Linked DNA regions of Mus musculus: all the other regions are linked to region 4. Evidence: chromatin contacts called from public Hi-C and promoter capture Hi-C data. All regions are on one chromosome and are shown on one strand. The core of a region is the stretch at or near the end of the contact, and the rest is flanking DNA. Distances in the headings are between cores, read along the strand shown.

The links. Promoter capture Hi-C pulls out the DNA fragments that hold promoters and counts their contacts. Hi-C and Micro-C count contacts between places; a contact is called where the count stands out from the background. Capture Hi-C pulls out chosen DNA fragments and counts their contacts.
Region 1: a promoter capture Hi-C map of liver shows a contact between it and region 4, with 4 times the contacts expected there. The contact joins the promoter of D130051D11Rik here to the promoter of Tbc1d22a in region 4. A contact is called at or near these places in 4 of 39 promoter capture datasets (hippocampal neurons, liver, pre-B cells and 1 more), 1 of 484 Hi-C or Micro-C datasets (erythroblasts), 2 of 115 datasets of contacts at active chromatin or transcription factors (memory CD8 T cells and pancreatic cancer cells) and 1 of 9 other capture datasets (liver).
Region 2: a promoter capture Hi-C map of pre-B cells shows a contact between it and region 4, with 4 times the contacts expected there. The contact joins the enhancer-like site here to the promoter of Tbc1d22a in region 4. A contact is called at or near these places in 2 of 39 promoter capture datasets (hematopoietic stem and progenitor cells and pre-B cells) and 3 of 115 datasets of contacts at active chromatin or transcription factors (bone marrow-derived macrophages, memory CD8 T cells and pancreatic cancer cells).
Region 3: a contact with region 4 is called in a Hi-C map of CD8 T cells, with 4 times the contacts expected there. The contact joins the enhancer-like site here to the promoter of Tbc1d22a in region 4. A contact is called at or near these places in 1 of 39 promoter capture datasets (pre-B cells), 2 of 484 Hi-C or Micro-C datasets (CD4 T cells and CD8 T cells) and 2 of 115 datasets of contacts at active chromatin or transcription factors (microglia and pancreatic cancer cells).

Annotation. Positions count from the first base shown.
Region 1 is chr15:85,630,987-85,636,264 of GRCm38.p6, forward strand. D130051D11Rik (a long non-coding RNA gene) reads left to right here and starts at 3,610. Exons shown (of 2, transcript XR_003951642.1): 1 at 3,610-5,049.
Region 2 is chr15:85,652,442-85,657,582 of GRCm38.p6, forward strand. No RefSeq gene overlaps it. Among named protein-coding and RNA genes, the nearest start is that of D130051D11Rik, 20 kb to the left of the region's middle. Within about 2 kb of position 1,565, at least 330 of the 459 cell types and tissues checked have an H3K27ac peak or open chromatin away from gene starts, as enhancers often do. A contact at or near this core is called in bone marrow-derived macrophages, hematopoietic stem and progenitor cells, memory CD8 T cells and 2 more, where this site is marked.
Region 3 is chr15:85,608,958-85,613,910 of GRCm38.p6, forward strand. No RefSeq gene overlaps it. Among named protein-coding and RNA genes, the nearest start is that of D130051D11Rik, 23 kb to the right of the region's middle. Within about 2 kb of position 1,789, at least 178 of the 459 cell types and tissues checked have an H3K27ac peak or open chromatin away from gene starts, as enhancers often do. A contact at or near this core is called in CD8 T cells, where this site is marked.
Region 4 is chr15:86,210,862-86,216,316 of GRCm38.p6, forward strand. Tbc1d22a (TBC1 domain family, member 22a) reads left to right here and starts at 3,598. Exons shown (of 13, transcript NM_145476.2): 1 at 3,598-3,775. The coding sequence starts at 3,714. Gm22818 (a small nuclear RNA gene) reads right to left here and starts at 1,796; the gene lies at 1,693-1,796.

The DNA.
Region 1 (5,278 bases), core at 2,360-4,859, 580 kb before region 4:
GTTCCAGGACAGCCAAGGCTACGCAGAGAAACCCTGTCTCAAAAACCAAAATAATCTTCGGAGAGATGGCTCAGCGGTTCAGAGCACTGACTGTTCTTCCAGAGGACCCAGGGTCCATTCCCAGCACCCACATGGCAGCTCACAACTGTTTATAACTCTAAGGTCTGACACCCACACAGACACATATGCAGGCAAAATATAAATGCACATAAAATTAAAAAAAAATTAAAACAGAACAAGAAAGGGCTTGTTTTCTGTGAAGTTTCAGCCTCTCTTAGGGGCACTTAAGGAACATGAGAGACACACAAGGATGCTCACTACAGTCTGTGTGTCAATCACCCATATGGCCAACAGTGAAGAATCAAGTACAGGAGGTACATACGAGACATCCGAACAGTGGATGGCATAAAATGTGCTGCAGAAACACTGAAACATGAGACTTTTTTAAAAAATTGCCTGTTAGTAAAGGCAAAGATAATACAACATGGTGTATAGTCACAGTGGCTATATGGGCACAGTGCCACGAACAGAGGCGGCCTTGACAATGGCGGCCTCTCCAACTTGTAGCTCTGTTTGTTATTTTATCAGAATTGTCAGCAATAAATGTATTGGTGTTTAGAGAAGAAAATGTCTCTCTCTCTCTCTCTCTCTCTCTCTCTCTCTCTCTCTGTGTGTGTGTGTGTGTGTGTGTGTGTGTGTGTGTTGGTGGTGGTTCAAACAGAAAAGATCAAGTTCAGATAAAGATCACCAGTGATTTGCTGCTTTTCCAAACCAGGCTTGCTTTCCTGCTTGGAGATTAGTACAGAGAAGCCTGAATGACGCCATCCGCAGCCACCTGGAGGGGCACCTCAATGGGCCTGAGATTTATGAACTGGGATTAGCATCTGAGAAAAAGACCCTATCCCTCCCCCATGGTTTAGCATGTAATCTAGTACTATGAAGGCAGAAAGAGGAGGATTCCTTGGGCTTGCTGGTCAGCCAGTCTGATCCAAAAGTTGAGCTCCAGTTCAATGAGAGACTCTGTCTCAAAAAATAAGGTGGGAAAAAATAATAAGGCAGAGAATAATTGAAGAAATCACTCGAAGTCTGACTCTGTCCTCCATGTATACATAAACACATACACACACTCCAAAAAGTCTTCCCACCCCAAAAATGCCTTTAGGGGGTGTTAACATAGTTGTAAGGGTATTATTGAGGAGGCTGGCTAAAGGGCTCAGGAGGTAAAGGTGCTTGCCCCACACGTTCGCCAGCTTGAATTTGATCCCTGGAACCCACATAAAAAGTCTGATTTACGTCAGGCATGTATCTAATTTCAGCACTTCGGCGAGATGGGAGTCAGAAACGGGAGAATCAGCTGCAAGCACAAGGGTCAGCTTGCCTGTACTGCGCAGCAGAAATGAGCTGCCCTCCCTCAAGGAGGTGGAAGGAGACACTCCTAAAAATCGTCCTCAGACTTCCTCATGAATATTAATAAGCTTTTTTTTTTTTTTTTTAATGTACTGTTTCCACAGCATTAGGCATCCACTCCTTGCTATGCAGCCATCAGCATCCATTTCCACACCTTCTCATCCTAAACTGAAACTCATCTGGTCACTAAGAACTTTACACTTCCTCTGGCCTCAGAGCCTAGAAACGCCATTCTCCTGTCTATGGGCTCGCCTGAGGATCTGTTGAATGGGCCTCATGATTGGATACTTTGTGTCTAGCTTTCTTCACCTAGCCCTGTTTTCAGGGTTCAATTCTGTTGTAGCTGATTGGAGAACTTGATTCCTTTCTAAGCCTGCTGATGCCCCTTTGTTTGTGTTTATGCTATCAGCTTCACCCACTGACCCATCCATGACCCTTTGGGAGCTGTTTCTAGAATTTCTACCTTTCCTCTCCTTGGAGCAGGAGTGCACAGCAGACTGACAGCATTCCTGCTTTCAAGTCCTTGGTTACATACTGACAAGAGAAATTGCTGGGCCTTGTGGTAGCTCTGGCTTTTCCATAAAGGTTTCTGTAGCAACTACGTCATTTTGCATTCCTACCAGCAATGTGAAAAGGTTCCAGATTCTCCACATACTTGCCAACACTTTTTCCATTTTTCCATTTTTGTGCTTTTTTTTTTTTTCTGTACTTGCAACCTTAGTGTGAAGTGTTTTGTGAATTTGGTTTTTTTTTTTTCCCCTCTGTTGATTGGCCACAATGAGTATCTTGTTGGCTGTATGGGTCTTAGCTACTTAGTCTTTAAAAACATTTAAGTCCTTTGCCTATAATTAAATTAGGGATTTCATTGTTGAGTTTTAGTTCTTTATGTAATCTGGACACTAGGTATCTATTTTTTGGCTACAAGTGATTTATCACTTGTTGAAACATTGTTACCTTTTAAATGTAGAAAACTCAAAAGAGGGCCGAGCTTGGTGGCTCAAGCCTTTAATCCCAGCACTCCGGAGGCAGAGGCAGGCAGATTTCTGAGTTCGAGGCCAGCCTGGTCTACAAAGTGAGTTCCAGGACAGTCAGGGCTATATAGAGAAACCCTGTCTCGAAAAAACAAACAACAAAAACAAACAAAAAACAATAACAAAAACAAAAGAGAGAAAGAAAGAAAGAAAGGAAAACTCAAAAGAGATGGAAACAAGACGGCCTATGAGAGTTAAATAACAAAGGGGTTTCCCATCTAGGGCTGTGTGGGGCCACAAATAGGGCTATGGTCAGACCCTCACAGCAACACCAGCCACAAAAAGACAAAGGGCAAGGTAGTACTGTATAGTATTGTCCCTATTTCTGTTTCAAATATACATAGAATTATAAAAATAGAAACGTCAAAATGTTAACACTAGTGATCTTAAATAATCAGAGTGTTTATTTGTTTTTGTTGTTGTTTTTTGTGTTGTTGTTGTTGGTGTTTTTGAGATATAGCCCTGACTGTCCTGGAACTTGCTCTGTAGTCCAGGCTGGTCTCAAGAGCAGAGATTCACCTGCCTCTACCTCCCAAGTGCTGGGATTAAAGGAGTGTGCCACTACCTGGCATATTGATCAGGTTTTTAAAAATTCTTGTCAACTTTCTAAATTTTCTCCAGTAACGTATGATTTTTGAGTTGGAAAATTATAAAGTTTTTGTTTGTTTGTTTGTTTGATACTAGAATGGAAGCCAAGGTCTCCTGTCTGCTAGGAAAGGACTCTACCAACTGAGGTACACCCTTAGATCAAGAACTGGGTATTTTTAAGGTATTCTCAAGTGTTACTGCAATTTTGCAAGACTCTTTACATCACGTACACAGCCTCAAAAAAGGAAAAATCTCACGAGGAGCTTGAGGGTTACCCGTTTTCTTCCTCCTTGCCAAGATTTACAAACTCCAAGGGCAGGAAAGCTTTCAGAACAGAAAAGTCTGACTAAAACGAAAATCTGATTCAAGTGAAATGCAGCCCTAAGGTTCACAGTGACAGGCTGAGAGCCCGCCCTGAGTCTGCGCAAACTCATTTAGGCCGCGCGCAGAGGCTCCGCCTCCCGCCTGCCCGCACTAAGGTTGGGCGTGCCCGGCGCCAGGTCCCGCCCACATACCTAGGCCCCGCCCCACACGCAGGCCTCGCCCCGGAGCCGCAGCCTGCTAGGCCGTAAATTTGCATTCAGAGCTGGCCGACCCAGGGCCCGCCCACTCTGTGCTTCACTCCGCCCGCACCGCCCGCGACCCCGGAAGTCGGAGATGGTGGCCCAGTGGCTCCACCTCCAGCTGGGCAAGGCTCCGCCTCTAGACAGGGCCCCGCCTCTCAGCTGCGAACCGCGGCCTCCAAGTATGCCGCACCCTGGACTTCATTTCCGGCGCAGGCTACTTAGAAGTCACGCCCCCAGACTCGAGAGGCCCCGCCCTACGTCTACCGCGAGTCTGCTTCCGGGGTGGAGCGTGAGAGTTGTGTGTTATTTTAAGGGCTGTGGGCGCCGTGGGCGCACTTCTGCCTTTTCTGCTCCCTCTGTACCCCCTCAAGGTGTGAGCGTGGAGCTTTCTAGGTCCCTAGAGGGGGCAGGCCACGGCACCGTCTTGGCGGCGGAGTCCTGGCACCGGGAACCCGAGGCCCCTCCTACTTTAGACTGTAGCCTCCCTCTGTACCAGGAGCGACGTGGCCCTGCCGGGTGCTCAGCCCTATCCAAGAAATGCAGAGCCCAGGCTAGCCCCGCAGTGTGAACGCCCCTTTTGGAGGTCTGCAGGCCCAGAGACGAGAGCGCCTATTTGTTGACAGCCACTTTTCAGGAAGGCCCGCACATGCTTCTGATGTGCTGTCGCAGGGCTCCTAGCCACTGTGGCCAGCACTGTCCCTCCACAGAGAGACAAGTCCTTCCACACCCTGGTTCTGATTCTCTGGTTTAATCTGTTCTGCTCAGCTGGAGCACATAGTTCCTTTCCGTGGTCACCTCTCGTCGCCAGCACTGCCCCGTTCATCATTCTTTATTCCTAGCCAGAAGACTTTAAGCATCCTGGAGGTGCCTGATGTCCCCACCCCAACTTGTTCACCGAGACCATCAAATAAAGGTTCTTTAACCTTTAATAATGGCTCATACAGAGGACCCACTGTGGCTTAAAACATCATGGGGTTGCTTAATCTACTAAATGTCCTGGCTTATCAACTCAGCACACTGGAGCATGTGGTTTCCCCTGGTGATGGCCAGCGTTGAGAAAGGGTGCTTATATCGCATTATCACCAGCATGGAAGAGATCAAACTCAAAATCCCAAGTAGTGTTTCTGCTGATGCCTGTCGCTTCTGCACCATTACAAGATCAACCCCCAAATGAAACATTGTAGATTGTGCATCATTTGTGCGCTGTCTTTCTTTGTACCGGAGTCAGGAGTGGGTTGCAGAAGATGGTCTCTATGATGCCTTTGAAGAACATGGAAAAGTAGGTGATTTCCAAGCATCTGGTTTGTTGGACCAAGCCTGCCAAGCCACTCTCAGGGACAGAATGTGTATGAAAGAGACCACCCAGTGTTCTCATATATAATTTTGAAGAAACCAGCCTTGTGCACTGAGAGTGCCTCTCTCTTCTGCACCTACTGCTCTCCTTGGGATAGCCTAAGGTATCTTATTGGTTCCATAGTGTCTTTCCAGGTCTTATGTGGTGGCTGTTGGCAGCAGTGGGTACCTAGCCCTGGGCTTGAGGTTCTACCTCATTTGTTTGCAATAGTCCAGATTTTCTAGACTGAAATGTGCCTCAGAGAGGCAGCCTTACAGTGCTTTGGTTTTTTGGTTTTTTTTTTTTTTCTTTCTCCATATTAGAAGACAAAGCTTGGGAACTGGATGGGCACC
Region 2 (5,141 bases), core at 315-2,814, 560 kb before region 4:
ATTTTACAGATGTGCAAACTGAGGTTAAGGAAGGCCAGATAACTTACCTCAAGTCAAACAGCTGGCAAGGTCAGGACTGACTTGCAGTGATGGCTGGGCCCAACCCCAGGGCTGTGACCTTTGGGTATATAGTCTTCCCTCTCTCACTTAGCCCACAGCCCTAGACTCCATCCAGAAGGGCCACAGGCCTCCTGTCTCATTGGCAACCAGGCTGCCTGCTCTCACGGCCAGACTCTGGAGCAGCTTCTGGGTTTGGAAGGGACCTGTGTGTGTTTTGGGGGTCGGTGAACGGAGCCCCATTGCAGCGATGTGCACGGAGAAGGCTGTCTCAGCCTGAAGTGTCCCACTGGGTATCTTGGACATAGCAGATTTTGTGTGTGTGTGTGTGTGTGTGTGTGTGAGCTATATTGGAATATCAGAGAAACTTCCTGGGCAGCATCTGGAGTCAGGTGGCCCTGGACACAGGAAGGTGGCCAGTGTGGGCACCAGCAGGGTCCCTTTAAACCATCTGCAGCAGTGCCCCCTCTGGGCCTGGCATGGGAGGAGTTAAGCCGCCGTGGGCACCTTGGCACCGTAGCTCTGACCAGAATGTCCGGCTCCCCACCCCCACAGCTTTTCTTCCTTTTTGCCTTTTTCCTTCTTAATTAATCATACGCTGCTGCCCAATTTAAATATGGAAATACCCAGGCTGAGGCTCTGCAATTATTCATGAAGCCAGGCCTGCTGTCCAGGCTCTTGGGCTGCGGGGAGCATCATGGCTTCGCCTTCTTTCTGTGAAATTATGTGCACAAAGGCAGCTCCTTATCTGGGTGTGTGAACTAAATAAATAAATAAGGGCTTTTGTTTGTTTGCGGGCTCCTGCACATGACTGTTTTGACTAAATCACTCGTGTTGTCTGCGCCTTTATGGGACTCAGGAGACAGGGAGTGGGATGTTGGGGGTGGGGGTGGGGGGTGGCGAGGGCTGGAGGGGGGTTGGCCGCCGGGCACCTGGGGCTCGCTCCCTCCCTTGGCACCAGCTTCACTCCAGCATCCCCCTACACACACTCCGCTGGAAAGTTCGCCCTGCCCGGGCTGGGCTCCCAGGCAGCCTGGCACAGTGCCAGGCTCGCCTCAGAGCGCGGGCAGCAGGGTGGGGCAAGCGGCAGAGGCACGGAGGACGTGGCTGGGCGCCCCGGGCACGAGCAGGACCCGAGGCCAGGGGCCAGGGGCCCAGAAGGTGAGGGCACTCCGGATGGGAGTAGGGTGAGCCATGGGGGTGGGCAGGCAGTGCAACCTGGTTGGGAACAGGCCTCATGGGAGACGCTGGCTGGCGGAAGAACCATGGCAGTACCAGGCCGTCAGCATGCAGCGTGTCTTGCCCTCCCCAAGCCGGAGGTTGCAGCCTGTGTGTGTGGGGGGAGCGTGAATGCGTGTGCATGGGGCCTCTTGAGGAGCAGCAGCCACGGAGTGGAGCCTCCGCTGCAGGGCCAGCCGCCTTAGCCCAGCCCAAGAAGGCCAAGCTAGGCAGGCGGGGCCCAGGGCTGTCAAGGAGAAAAACATCCCAAGGCCTGCAAATTGCTGCTCTCAGCTCCCCCCCCCCTTCTCCTGCTGGGGGTGAAAAAAAAAAAAGCAGTGCTTCCTCTAGAGGCGGATGCAAACGGATGCAGAATTTTAACCATCTCCTGCATCAACCAGGCCTTCCCCAAGCAAAGTTTGCTGGGAACTAGGCAGAGGCACTATGGGAACGGGGTTGTGGGGAACCCACATGCCTTTTCTGTGAGATACTGGGAAGCCAAAGGCTTCTTCAGCATCCCTTCCAGAGCCAGGGTCTGGAGCACCCGCTGAGGGTGTGGATTTGGGGGGCATACTGTCTGGTTCCTGCACAGGCCTGGTGCATCATGGGTGGTGGCAGGGTGCCAGTCATTGGCCCTGTTATTACCAGGCCTGGGCTTTGCTCTTGGGGTTGAAGGTGTTGACCAGCTCCTCTTGGAAATCGGATGGAAAGTCGGAGGTCTCAGTTCCCACTGACTTGGGCCCTCGCTGGGATACTGGGTGTTTCTCCTGGCTGATTTGTGTGTATTAAAAATCCTCTGGAATGCTTGCTGGTGGCTGGTGGGGGCCTCCCCCATTGTCTATCTAGGGAGAAAGGGAATAAGTTCTAGGGAACGGTGGTCAGAGGAAAGTGATACCTGACTGGCAAGCTATAGGGATTACAGCTGCAAGTGTCAGGAGCTCCCAGGGTGGCTTGGGTCCCTCGTTTTTTTTTTTTTTTTTTCATTTCAACTCCTTCTAAAATTAAAAGAAAAAAAATGGATATGAAATAATGAACGTGTAATATTGAGGCCAGCCTGTGTTATGTCCATCTCCGGTGCGTCCATAAAACAGAAAAAAAATTTTTTAATAGTTATGCAGGAAGGGCCCCAGGAGGGCAACAGAGATTGGATAAGAGAGCAAGTCTTGTCTTTCCTGGGTCTGATGGTCTGATGTCTAGTTCTAGGGGGTACTTTGGGGGACCATCTGGAGCCTCTATGAATCTGGCTTCTCCGGTGGTTGGCAGGACAGGTCATGGAGAGGAGCCTGGTGGCCGTGTGTGTGTGTGTTTGTGTGTGTGTGTGTGCATATGTACATGCTCCTGTGCACCCATGTTCCCCAATATTTGAAGGTATAAGTTGCAATCCTCAATACAGGAAAATGCCACATTGAGGCAAGAGGCAGTGTGGCCATGAGTGCCTGGTTCCCCTGAATCCTAAGAGAGGAGTCATTCTGGGCAGGGGGGTGGGGGGGAGTCCTAGTCTGTCTCCCTAAGAGAAAACAGTTGTCAAGTCTTCTTCCTGGATCCCGGGGCCCTCTCCTGGCCCAGCCCTATCCAGTAGAAACAGTGTGAGCCCCAGTCACAGGCCTAACAGTAACTGTACGGTTCCTCACAGCCATGGTTTTAAAAAGGAACGGCAGAAGCAAGAGAAGCCACTTAGCTAATAGAATCCATTTGCTCTAACATAGATCCCAAATAGTAATCTCAACATGCCACACGGAATTACTAATGAGAGACATCTTTTCCCCCTACCAAGTCCTCAATACTCTAAACATATTTTATGCAAGCGTCCAGACTTTGATCTTTCTCAAGGGGTCGGGGGGGGGGGGGGCCCAGAAGGTGGGCAGCTTGCTATAGTGGGGCAAAGCAAGTTGAGCTGGTTTCTCAAAGCTGGAAGCTTTCTTTTGCCCCTCCTTCCCCCCCCCCCCCCCGCTGGGTGTCCCTTCCTGGCTAGGGCAGGGGACTCCTCTATTGGATTGTCAGGCCCCCAGCAACCCTGAAAACGGATAAAAGGGGACTCGGGCTGCAGGTTTCCAGGGCAAAGACGAACTGCTGGAAAGGGCTCTTCCACTGTGCTCCCAGACGCCAGGGGACCACACAAAGGGCTGGCTTCAGGCTCACAATGGTGGGGCGGTTAGTCACTGTGCCAGGGCAGCAGACAGGCAGACAGAGCCCCCTGTGTCTGTGCCTGTCAGGCTGGGCCCTTATAGCTCCTGATCCCCTGCCTGTGTGCCTTTGTCTGCACCCCACCCAGCTCCCCAAGTTAACCCTCTACTACCCAATGCCTACCTGGCAGCCTTTGGTAGTGCACTCTTGCCAAGCTTGGGTTGCCATCAAGTTACCTTGGCCAAGTCACACTCCTTCTAGAAGCTGGGTTCAGACCTGTAAGGTTTCGTTGGCCTCTCTGGGGGAAAACTATTGGCCGGGTCTCTGTCACTGTGACCTCACTGCCCGGATTTTCATGTTAGAGAACCTAGCGTGCCAGGCTCCCAACTTGTAAGATCCCACCCGAATTGGAAAGAAGGTGTCCTCCAAGGATGGGGGAGGAAGGCAGTCAGAGCTGTGAAGGCTGTAGAAGTCACCCTGGAGTGGGTGTATGTTTCAAAGGGAGCGGACTGAGGTGAATATTTTAATCCTGTGTGTAGATAGATGGATAAGATAAAATAAATTAATTATGACCCCGCCCTGTCTGGAGACTCCCTAAAGCGCTCTCGCAGTTAACCCCAGCTTCAGCTAGTTGGCAGTTACAAGTAAAATCTCTCCCAGGCCTTGGTCTCAAAGCCTCAGATGGAATTGGCATTTTGCTGTGATTTGATTATTTGATTGTTAAATTATTGATGGTTGCATAAGGTAATCCTCCCCGAAAGGTAAAAAAGCAACCCCTTCCTGCCTTTTTAATTTAAAAATTGTCTCAGTAGAGATTTTTTTCTTTCATCCTGGCTTTTGTTTGCTAAATTAAAATGGCATGTGTTTTTGTTTTAGAAAGCAGGGATTTTTTTTTTCTATGCCCAGTGTTAAGGAGAGGAAGTAAAATAAATCTTTTGAAAGTGTGCCCATCCATTCATGGCTTAAAAATTCCAAGTCCCAGACTTTGTTCTCCTTTCTCTCATTGAGTTGGAGGAAATAAAAATGTGTACTCATGCAACTCACCTGTTGATTGTTTTTTTTTTTAAGTTATTTGTTTTATAGTCTAATCCCCATTGAGCACCGAGATGTCTAGCAAGGCTGGGTCTGTATGGTCTGTGAGAGGTTGGTGCCTCACAGGTCCTGGGCCTGGCAGGAGTCCGGGCCATCAGCTCATGGGTCAACACATGTCTGTGTGCGGCAGCTCAAACTGCCTTCAGAAAGCCAGGAGTGGTGGGAGACATATGCTCTACACACAGCATTTTGTTCTGATTTATTTTAGGCCATTTAAGATGCTGTTAGCACGAAGAGTGGCGGATCTCACTCACGTTCTGAAAACCATTGGAGTTTCAAGCTCAAGTACTTTTTTTTTCCAATCCAAATTTAGGAATTGCCTTTTAGAGTAGAAAACAGCACAGGGGCACTCCTTTTATCCCACTTTTAAAGGAAGATATTTAAGCCACCCTCATTGGATCTGGAGACCCATCCCTGCAGCTGGAATCTAGAAACAGCCCACTGTAAACAAGTGAGAAACAAGATACACTCTCACAGGGGTCAGGGTCCTGGGATTGGAGTGTCCTTAGACATACACTGAGCCCTGGTCTGTGCACAGATCTTCCTTCTAAGGCTGTCATGTTATCAGAAGGGAGACTACCAACCCAGCTGAGACACTGTCACACTCCACAGAGTCACTAGTCAGACCCACAAGCTGCATCATGCCCTTT
Region 3 (4,953 bases), core at 539-3,038, 600 kb before region 4:
CTCCTGGTCATGCCATGCTGTCTTTTTCCACCAGAGCATCTGCTGGGGGTCATGGCTCCTCTATAAACCCAAATCATGACATTCTCAATCTCCAAGTATCTCCTTTTTAGAAGATGGAGAAGAAGGGACATCAAATGGGGTGGGGGGAGGGGTAATGGAGATTTATTCCCAGTGCCCTCAGACACTAGTATCAGATTCCCAGTCTTCTGGACTTGAACATGGAAAGTTCTAGGTCTTCACCCTGGTCCTCTCTTTCTATCAGCCCTGTCTCATAAGTCAGGGCGTCATGATATGACCCTTCCTCCTCTACTCCAGGGTGGGAGATATGGAGGAGGTCCCAGTTGGGTTGATGGCTGAAACCTCCCTCTGGGGGGGTCCAGTGTCACAGTGTCAGTATCACTCTGGACTGGTGACTATCCCTGGACTCTAGATCCACCCCAGCCCCAGGTCTGTGTCTAGCTAGTCCTTGGCCTTGCCAGATCCTCTATTGTAGCCTCAGTTTGTCTGCCAGTGCAATGGATGCTTGGCCCCCGTGGGCGTTGACCATTGGTGTTCTAATGTGATGGCACTGGTGGGACCCTGTCATTCCCTGAGCCAGGTATCCTGGTGAGGGTCAGGGGTGGGGAAGAGGTTTAGCCACAGGACCCAGGCAGGATTTGGGGGGTGGGAGAAGAAAAGGGGTGCTGGGAGGGGGCATTCTGGAGAAGCCGCTGAGCAGACCTTGGAAATTCTTTTTTTTTTTAAAGATTTCATTTTTTTTCCTGTGTGTGGGTGTTTTGTTTGCATGTAGATCTTTGCACCATGCATGTTCAGTACCTGACAAGACCAGAAGAGGGTGTCAGAGCTCCTGGGACTGGGATTACAGGTAGTAAGTAGTGAGAGGCCATACGTGTGCTAAGAATCAAACCCAGGTCCTCTGGAAGAGCAGCTCTTAATGGCTGAGCCAACTCCCCAGCGTTCTGGCACATTCTAAAGACTGACCAGTCCACCCCTATCCCTGATGATGATATTGGAGGCACTAAGTTCCTAGGAGCCAGACTGGGCTGGCCGCCCTGGTTTATATAGCCCTACTGTAGTACGGCCTTCAGCACTTGGAGGGCCTCAGAGAAATTGTCCATCATTCTGAAAGCCTGCTGCTGCAGGATCAGGCCAAGGCTAGTGGGTGCCTGTCTGTCCTGTGCTGCTGCTGCTGGGTCAGGAGACAATGGGAAGAACAACACACTGAGCCCTTCCCTTCACTGTCACCATTGAGAGCTAAAAGGACATGTGCCTCGGCCTCTCGTCCATCCCCCAACACTGCAGCCAGAAGCACCAGAGGGCTGATCCCAGGTTGGGTGAGCACTTTTTTCCTCTCAACATTGTTCCCATCTTTGTGCATTTCCTGTAGGCCCTAACCACTCCCGACCTGAACTGCACACTCCAGAGACATAGGTGGCAGTGACCTCCTCCTGGGGGGGGGTGTGTGTCATAACCAGGCCTCCCAGTGACGGTACCCCATCCCTACGGGTGCCCATCATGTGGGTGCCTGAGGTCCTGTGGGCCATTGTGGCTCTGATTGTCAGTGACCCTGTAGGTTCCCAATTCTGTGAGTTCTTGGTACTGTGGGTGTCTGTGCCTTTGTGGGTGTCTATATCCCTGTGTATTCTTGAGACCCTGTGGGTGTCTGGCCCTGTGTGGGGGGATGATGGTGATCATGTGTCTGGTTCTGGGTGGATGATGGCCCTGTAGCCTTCAAAGTCCTGACCAAACTGCCATATGTCCTCATAGCCACCAGGGGGCAGAAGAGGGTGCAGGCCCACCTTCCAAGAGGACCTGTCTTCCCTTGTAGAGCCAGAGCTTTGTGTAGGCAAGAGAGGTGGGGGCTGCTGAGCAAGGGAGGCTGAACAAGGTCACTCCAGGCCAGCAGAGAAATCTTGGCTTGGATCCTGCCTCTGCTGCTACCTCCCACATGACTTCACCAGCCCGGCCCTCATCTGAACATGCAGCAAGCACTGGGCCCACTTCAGGCATCGCCTCCAACGCGGAAATTAACTTCCTGCCCAGAGAGGCTGCGCCCACACAGCTGCAGGTCTGGGCCGCCAGACCTGGGGCGCTCTGGAGTCCAGTTGAGGCCTCTCCTGCCCTCCTCCTGTCTGCAGATGGGGAAATTGAGACCCAGCCAGGGAAGGGGGTGGGGGATGGGGGGCTTGGATAACATTGCACAATAAATTCAAATCGGGGACAGGGCCAGCTGGGCCTGCAGACACTAGGCCTGAGTGCTTCACAGAGTCATCTTCTAGCCCGTGTCCCAATCCCACCAAGCACTGAAGTTGTGCTGCTATTGAGTCCTGAAGGTCTTCCTGTGCCAACCCCAGGTGCCAGGCACTGCGGCCACCAGCCTCAGAAGTGAGAAGTTTCATATTGTTTTCCAAGCCTGAGGTGTGGGTGCTTCTGGACTATGTGGGGACTGGGGACCTCATCACCAGTGCCGGGCCTGGCAGGCACAGGGCAGGAGTGAGGAATCAAGCCTCTTCAGTACTTTCCTGGCATACCGCAGCTTCTCTCTGTAGCTTTCTCTGCAGCTTCTCTCTCTCCCAGGATATAGAGCGGATAGTGGATAACCCAGCAGTCGTCCTCTGGGCGAGCATCCACCCAGCTCCTTAACAGAAGCTTAACAGTCAGAGAGACTCCTCAGACCCAAGAGGGTGAACCAGGAGGCTTTCCTTGTCCCTCAGAGTGTCAAACAGGAGTAGCTGTGGATTCTTTCTGGGGCTCTGAGTGTAGCCGGCCCCTCCCCCCTCAGGCCTTAGTTTCCCCTTGGTTGAGGCTACAGGCTCAGCCCAGGACTAGGATAGTCTCAGCTCAAGGCTGGGTGACGAATGAAGGTCTGGAGTCTAGGGCCTGGTCTTCCTTTCAGCCACCAAAAAGGGCTCATTTTGTGCCTTGGGCAGGTCGCCCAGGCAAGGAGGCCACTGGCGGCCATTCTCCAGGACCTCCTCCCGTCTGCAAGAAGCATTACCTCATCGGGAAGCCATTCCGGAAAAGAGCTGCAAGAGTTCCATGAGTGGGGATGAAGAGGGCTTTCCAAGAGCCTCCTGGCCACCCAGGAGCCCAGCCAGGGTGGACAGCACATCCCAGTTTCTGTCCAGTGACCGCTACAGGGAGGTGACAAGACTGAATTGGACTGAGCAGATAGGAGGAACGGTCCTGCCTGAAGCCAGCAGCTTCCGGGAGGGCAGAGCAGATATTTCAAGAGCTGGAACAAAATGGCCAGACGTGAGGGAGGCCGGAGAAATGAAGGGCAGAGTTGCCAAGCCCTGACCCTCTCCAGCCCATGTCCCCTCCTGCAAAATACAGAAGCATTAGGCACACTGAGATGTACCCTGCTGTCAAATGGCACCCGTCCAGAAGCATTGGGCTTCTCGATGACTTGATCAGCCACATGATCGGGAAACTGTAAGGACAGCTTGGGGTGGGGGGATGCACTAAAGGTGACCAGGAGAGCTCCCTAGCCGTTGACCCAGTGACAGTATTAGAGAGCACTCTTGGAGCCTTGATTTTCTCATCTGGAGAATGGAGCAATTAAGCTTCCCGTCCAAAAGACGTCTGAGAACACAGGCACTGACAAACTGGTGCTTTTGGGGCCACATCGGTGGGTCCTCCCCTGCCTGGGCCAGGGGACCCCTCCTAAGATGAGCACACACTTCTCACCTTGCCCCAGAGGGAGTGAAACGCTGTCCTCCAACTCCACCCACCCAACCACAGAGTTGCCCGGGCTCACTATCTTTTCCCAAATCCTACCTGGAGAATATCCATGCACCCTGAAAATAAATAGAGAAGAAACTGGCCCTGTCCGGATTACACTGAGACCCATTGAGGGAGCCTGTGGACACAGGTCCAAGGTCAGGCCCATCACATGCGGAGCTGTTCTGGCTACTTATTAGAGAAAAACCTAGGACACACCAGCAGGCAGGAAGTGTCGTTGGGGACAAGAATTAGATGTTTTGAGCCTGGGGCGTCAGACTGATCTTATTGAATGATTGGAGATTCCAAAAGGACAGGAGAAAACCAGAGGCTGGGCAGAAGGCTTTTTGTTTGTTTGTTTCATTGATTGATTTTTGTCTGCATTTATATCTGTGCATCATGGATGTGCAGTGTCCATAGTGACCAGAAGAGGGCACCAGATACCCTGGAACTGAGGCAAAGGCAATTGTGAGCTAGCACATAGGGGCTGAGAATTGAACCTGGGTCCTCTGGAACAACTCGTAACTGTCGCTCCATCTCTCCAGCCCCCCAGCAGTTTTAAGACAGCTGAGGAGCTCTTGAGGGAGCCCACACCCTTCCTCCTGTGCACAGAAAGTCCTGCCAGAGCAGGGCAGAGGTGCTAGGTAAAGGGCTTCCCTGCAGGCAGCAAGCAGACAACCGCCTGGGTGTTAAGGATGGCCGAGCTGACCCCAGGATCTGTGTGACCCCAGGGCCCCTGAAACCCTTGGCTGTCTCTGCACCCAGCCTAGCTAGTGAGGGGGCGGGACAGGGGCAGCTGGTACAGGGCCAGTACAGCAGGAGGTCTGAAGAGACTGAGAAAGCAACTGGGCAGAGAGCGGGGCTGGGCAAGACAGGTGGCCTGTGCTGTTTCCATGGCTCCCGGGCTCTGCCTGCCCAGCTCAGCCTGGGAAAAACAAGCTGGGCACAGAGCAAACAGTGCCTGTGGCCACTAGGACAAAGGCAGGGCTGTTTAGGTGCTTGCGGCAGCCAAAGGGCCTCCTTGGCGGAACATCGGTTTAGACTAGGCCAGTCAGGGTTGAGCTGCCACACCCTGCAGTGTCCGGGCTCTTAACCTCTGGGGTGCAAGCTGGTACTGTGGCTGGAGGCTGGAGGAGGGGGGAAGGAAGAGGGTCAGCAGCACCCTAGATATGTACTCTGGCATCATGGTCTCTCATCTGGGTTTTCAGGGCACTAAGAACAGCAGGATGC
Region 4 (5,455 bases), core at 2,348-4,847:
GGGGTTGTTTGCCCCTGGCCTTTCAACCAGTCTGTCTCATTCTTTAGTATAGTGTCTGAGTGAGACGACACAGACCGGACATAACCTTGGGATGCAGACAGATGTAATCTTGGCTTCACTCCTTGCCCCCAAGTCAGTATGCAGGAAAGCCTACAGCGGCTGCGGACGGCTGAATTTAGGGCACCATTGTCACACCTAGCCTGTCTCTGCAGTGGATTCTCTCTGTGCTCTTACACAACATTTTCTTTCTTTCTTCTGCTCTACTCTTCCTCCTACTCCTGTTGGCTCCTTGCTTTTTCAATCTTTGCATAGACCAGACTAAGCTGGAGAGGACTGGCTTTGATATTGCCTGAAGGAGACTCTTGAGGCTACTGGGACCCTATCCTTGGTGAGGTCTTATGGCTGAGATTAGGAATCGAGCTCTGGAGCCTACTTTTTTTTTTTTTTTTTTTTTGAGTCAGGGTCTATGTAGACCAGGTTGGTTTTAAACTTACTGAGATCCTCCTGTCTCTGCCTCCCAAGTGCTGGTATTAAAGGCTTATGCCACCAGGCCTGGCCCCTATGGCCTTCTAGAACTCCACTAGGGGAGGATTTTAAGACTTCCCCACCTCCTGGCACCACACACATATGCTAGGTAAGCATTGTTACCACTAAGTCCCCAGCCTTTACTATGCATATTTTAATTCTTTTCAGAGGTCTCCTTATAAACCCCAAGCTGATCTTAAACTTGAGGATCTTTTATCTGCAGCCTCTGATGGCTGGGATTATACACCTATGCCAATGATGCTCAGGTTTTATTTAAAAAACATGATACACTGGGGTGGTGAGGTGGCTCATAGAAAGTGTCTGTCTGTGGCATAAGCATATGGACCTGGGTTTGCATCCCTAGCATCATGTAGAATCCTGGTGTGCCCTAGAACGTCCGTGCTGGGTGGGCAGAGAAAGGGAGAGTCCCTAGAAGCCTAGGCAATTGATGAGAGCAGGTAGAGTAAGAGGTAAGTAAGTTGGTAAGCCACAGGAATCAAAGACGGGAGGCTGTGGTCCGACTGCTGTGTCTAACTTCTCGCCCGAGTGGAGAGGAAGACAGAGCCTGGCTGTGTTCCTGGCTGGTCTGATCCTCCCATCCCGCCTCTCAAGTATCTGGGGCTGTAGGTGAGACAAACCTACACTGAACAACTCAGGAAGGAATGGGGCACACCTCTGCACACTCTCCTTCAGGGAGACTTCCAGACTGTCACCAAAACCAGAAACACTACCCTGGGGGAGGGCTACAGGACTTGCACGCAGCACAGAGGCTGCACAGGCTCTCATCAGCGCCCTGCCTCTCCCCTGTGCAGTCCTCAGCAGCATCCTCCAGCAGGTCACAGGACTCCTCATCAGCTCTGTAACATGGGAGCTGCTCTCAAAAGTGCCTGATATGCAACCCAGCAAGAAAGCCGAGAGGAAAGAAGGCTGGCTTTGGTAATGTGGGGTCACACCGAAGAGACTGGGACTGTGTCAGTTTCCTGTGACATCCGTAGTAGCCTAAGGAGGTGGAAATGTTTCCCCTTTTTGGGTCCTGAAACCAAGATGTCAGCAGATTGTGCTGTCTGTGAGGGCCATTTCCCACCATGTCTACATAGACATCTAGGGTTGACTACTGGCTGCTGCCTAACACACACACACACACACACACACACACACACACACACACACACACACGAACATATTACCGGTTTGTGTGTCATCCTTTTGTAAGGACCATGCTAATCTCTGTATTATTCCAATTTTAGTAGGTATACCACTGAAGTGAGCACCCAATTTTTTTTTTTTTTTTTTTTTAGATTTATTTATTTATTATATGTAAGTACACTGTAGCTGTCTTCAGACACACCAGAAGAGGGCATCAGATCTCATTACGGGTGGTTGTGAGCCACCATGTGGTTGCTGGGATTTGAACTTCGGACCTTCAGAAGAGCAGTCGGGTGCTCTTACCCACTGAGCCATCTCACCAGCCCCATAGCACCCAATTTTTAATTTCCATTCTCCTGCCTCCCTCTTGAGAAGCTGGGCCATAGCTATGTACCACTAAAGTTTTATTTCAAAGAGCTCTCGAGGCAGTGCTAGGACATGATTATTAATCTTAGTTTTGCTAGGTCTCTCAAATTCTAAGGATTATTAGAAGTAGGATTCCAAGGAGAAGCCAAGGCTATGTTCCATAAGTTGTGCCTGAAGGGGTCACCTAGGACCTGTTGACATTGTCCCTGGTATTTCCTGAAGTTTCTATGCTTGTGTCAAAAGGGATTCCTAGAGAGCCCGGTATTGTCATCCAGACAGCAAACATTTGGGATGTACTATTTCAGTTCCTAAGGCTCCGGCTGTGCAGGAAATGAAGAGGAACAGGTGCCACCCCTTTCTGCAGAGTCAAAGTGGAGTCAGGTAGCTGCTGCAGTCTAAAAGGAGCTGCAGAAGGCTTTACTCTTAAAGAATGGGAACAAAGTTGAGATACAGGGCTCTAGGCCATTGACCCTGCTCTGAGTACTGAGGATAAGTCTGGCATACAACTGGGCTAAGCTATATAAGGTTCTTTAGTGTGATTTCTTGCATCCACCATGTGCTAACCCAACACCACTTTCAATATGTCTAGAAGTCTGGGTCTTGAGAATATAGTCAGGGCCTGGGTTAAACAGGAAGACCATATCAAAAGCAGAAAAAGTGCACGAGACAGCTGTCGTGAATATGTTTCTCAGTAGTAAAGGCCACAAGTTGGCATTACCAGTGTTTCACTAAAGCTCCGGCCTGAGATGCCAGCCTCTCACCCTTGAGTCTAAGATCATAGAAATTTTACACCAATCACGTAAGTAATTTCAAGTAGCTACACTACACAGCAAAAAGTGAAAGTAAACATAACAATATATTCTACAGAACCCAATATATATAAAGTATCATTTAATGTAAACTTATAATTAACATTTCCGTATTAAGATTTTTGGATCTTGAATGTATCTTACAATTAAGCACACTTTACTGCGGTCTTGGAAGCACGCAAGCGCCGGCAAGATGAAGTCTTCGTGTCTCCGTGCCTATTCGTTTTTCAGCTGAAGCCCAGGCAGATCCCCGCCATCGCTTCAGATGTGCTCCGGTGGAAGTCGCTTCCTTCACCTCACTGTGCAGTGTTTACTGATCCGGGGTCAATGCCCTGGCGATGAGGCTTGGACCACACTACAGCGGGAGAAGCTCTCCATCCTCCCGCTCGCCTGTCCGCCCGCAGCAGGGTCCCGATCTGCCTGTGCTCCTTCTGGTTCTCGGTACTTGCTGGTTGGCTGCGAGCAAATAAGACCGACTCGGACCCCAGACGCACGCGGCTCCGGAGTTCATGGCCGGGGATCAGAGGCCGGGATCCAGAGACCTCAGTCCGTGCCGCTCGACCCGAGCGCTCTCAGCGCCGCCAGAACATACGCAGCTCGCAGACTCCGCTTTCCTCCCTGCGCTACAGCCACGCACATATCCCAGCGTCGCCTTCTCATGGCGTCAAGCACTGCCCGAAACGAAGGCGGGACTTCCGGAATCGCCGAGTCACAACTTCCGGACGGAGGCGGAAGCGCCTCTCGGCTCTACGCTTCGGAGTCCTGGTGTCTCTGAGGGGGCCGCCGGGGCACAGGAGAGGGCCGCTGGAGGTGTGGCCGACCGCTCTCGGGTGTCAGGGTTGCGGATCTGAGGGATGAGGAGCGGCCATGGCCAGCGACGGGGCCAGGAAGCAGTTCTGGAAGCGCAGCAACAGCAAGGTCCCGGGCAGGTGGGTGTGACGGGGAGGACCCGGTCGGGGTCAGGGGTCAGAGGTCAGGTGGCCGTGCTGTCCCGTTGCAGTGCGGGTGGCGTAGGAGTCTGGGGAGGAGAACCTGGCTCCTAGGAGACTGTTGGGCTATGTGAGGGGCTAGGGGAGTCGGGGTCGGCAGTGGGCGTGTGGGAAATGAAAGGTGACAGTGGCCGTACCAATGAGCAAGGAGGACGAGGAGCTGCCCCAAGTGCTTCCAGAGCCTGGCAGGCAGGTTCTCTCCTGCGAAACTCCATGACTCCCTGGGGAAGCTGGAAGAAACTGACCCAGGTCATGCCCTGGAGAGTTTGGTTGAGTCAGGAAACTGGCCAGGGAGAGGCAGTGCCTGCAGGGGAGGTCGGTCTCTTCGGGGTGCATAGTGGTTTGAGCACTTGGGTTTTCGTCTGTCACATGTGGGCTGATGCTTTTCCTTTGAGCGTGGAAGCGCCTTGTGAATTTCTGTGGTCCCACCTTCTGGCCTCTGGACACCGGTCTTTTGACAGCAACAGGAAACACAGAATAATAATAAAAACACCTGGGTGCAGTCTGGAAGCTATCGAGCTCCAAAGTCCTTCTGTGATTGGTTATGTGGCCTGATGCCTCTCTAGGTCTTAGGGAGTGAAGAGACAGTACCCGGAAATGTATTTCAGAAAACTCCATCACAAGATTTCAAACATAGTTTATTCTGTTTTCTAGCCAAAGTCTCAGATATGAAATTTAAGATTCTAACATTAGCCACCTCTCCAGTCCTGAAGGTTTTGACATTGAGGTAACTTAAGTAGAACCATTCGTGAGCTCGGAAAATGGTCTGTCTTCCTGTGCTTCCTAAGAGACACCATTGTGTGAATGTTAAATTTGTAAACTCGGATATCCACTGTATTCAACCACAAAATGTGCTTTTCAAAGTGGCTGGGGCTTGGCACGGGTTACTGACTGCTGGGCCACAGTGACTTGGGAGATGGAGGAAGTCCTCAGAGGTACCCAGACACTGTATTTTTTACAGGACCTGGACTGGGCTTGCTTGAATAGTTAAGAACTTTTATAAAAGCTATTATTATAGTTTATGATGAGTAGAAGGTCCTACTGTGACAGGGATAAACACGTTGAGCCTAGTGCCAGATAAACAGAAGCATGTGGCAGTGTGACTTCTGTTGTTGCCTTCACATCTCGAGACTCAGTTCTTCTTCTTCCTCCTCCTCCTCCTCCTCCTCCTCCTCCTCCTCCTCCTCCTCCTTCTTCTTCTTCTTCTTCTTCTCCTCCTTCTCCTTCTCCTTCTCCTTCTCCTTCTCCTTCTCCTTCTCCTTCTCCTTCTCCTCCTCCTCTTCCTCCTCCTCCTCCTCCTCTTCCTCCTCCTCCTCCTCCTCCTCCTCCTCCTCCTCCTCCTCCTCCTCCTTTTCCAAGACAGAGAAACCCTGTCCTGGAACTCACTCTGTAGACCAGGCTAGCCTGGAACTTAGAAATCAGCCTGCCCCCACTTCCCAAGTGCTGGGATTAAAGGCGGGTACCACCACTGCCCGGCCTCAGTTCTTCTTAAGTATGAGCTGTAATTTATTGTTAAGAGTCAACTGAGATTTAAAAATAATGGAGTTGCTGTATGGAGTTGTAGAATTCATTGACCCTTTCCATTAAATACTGTCTCTTGATAGTGCATTTTTTATTTTT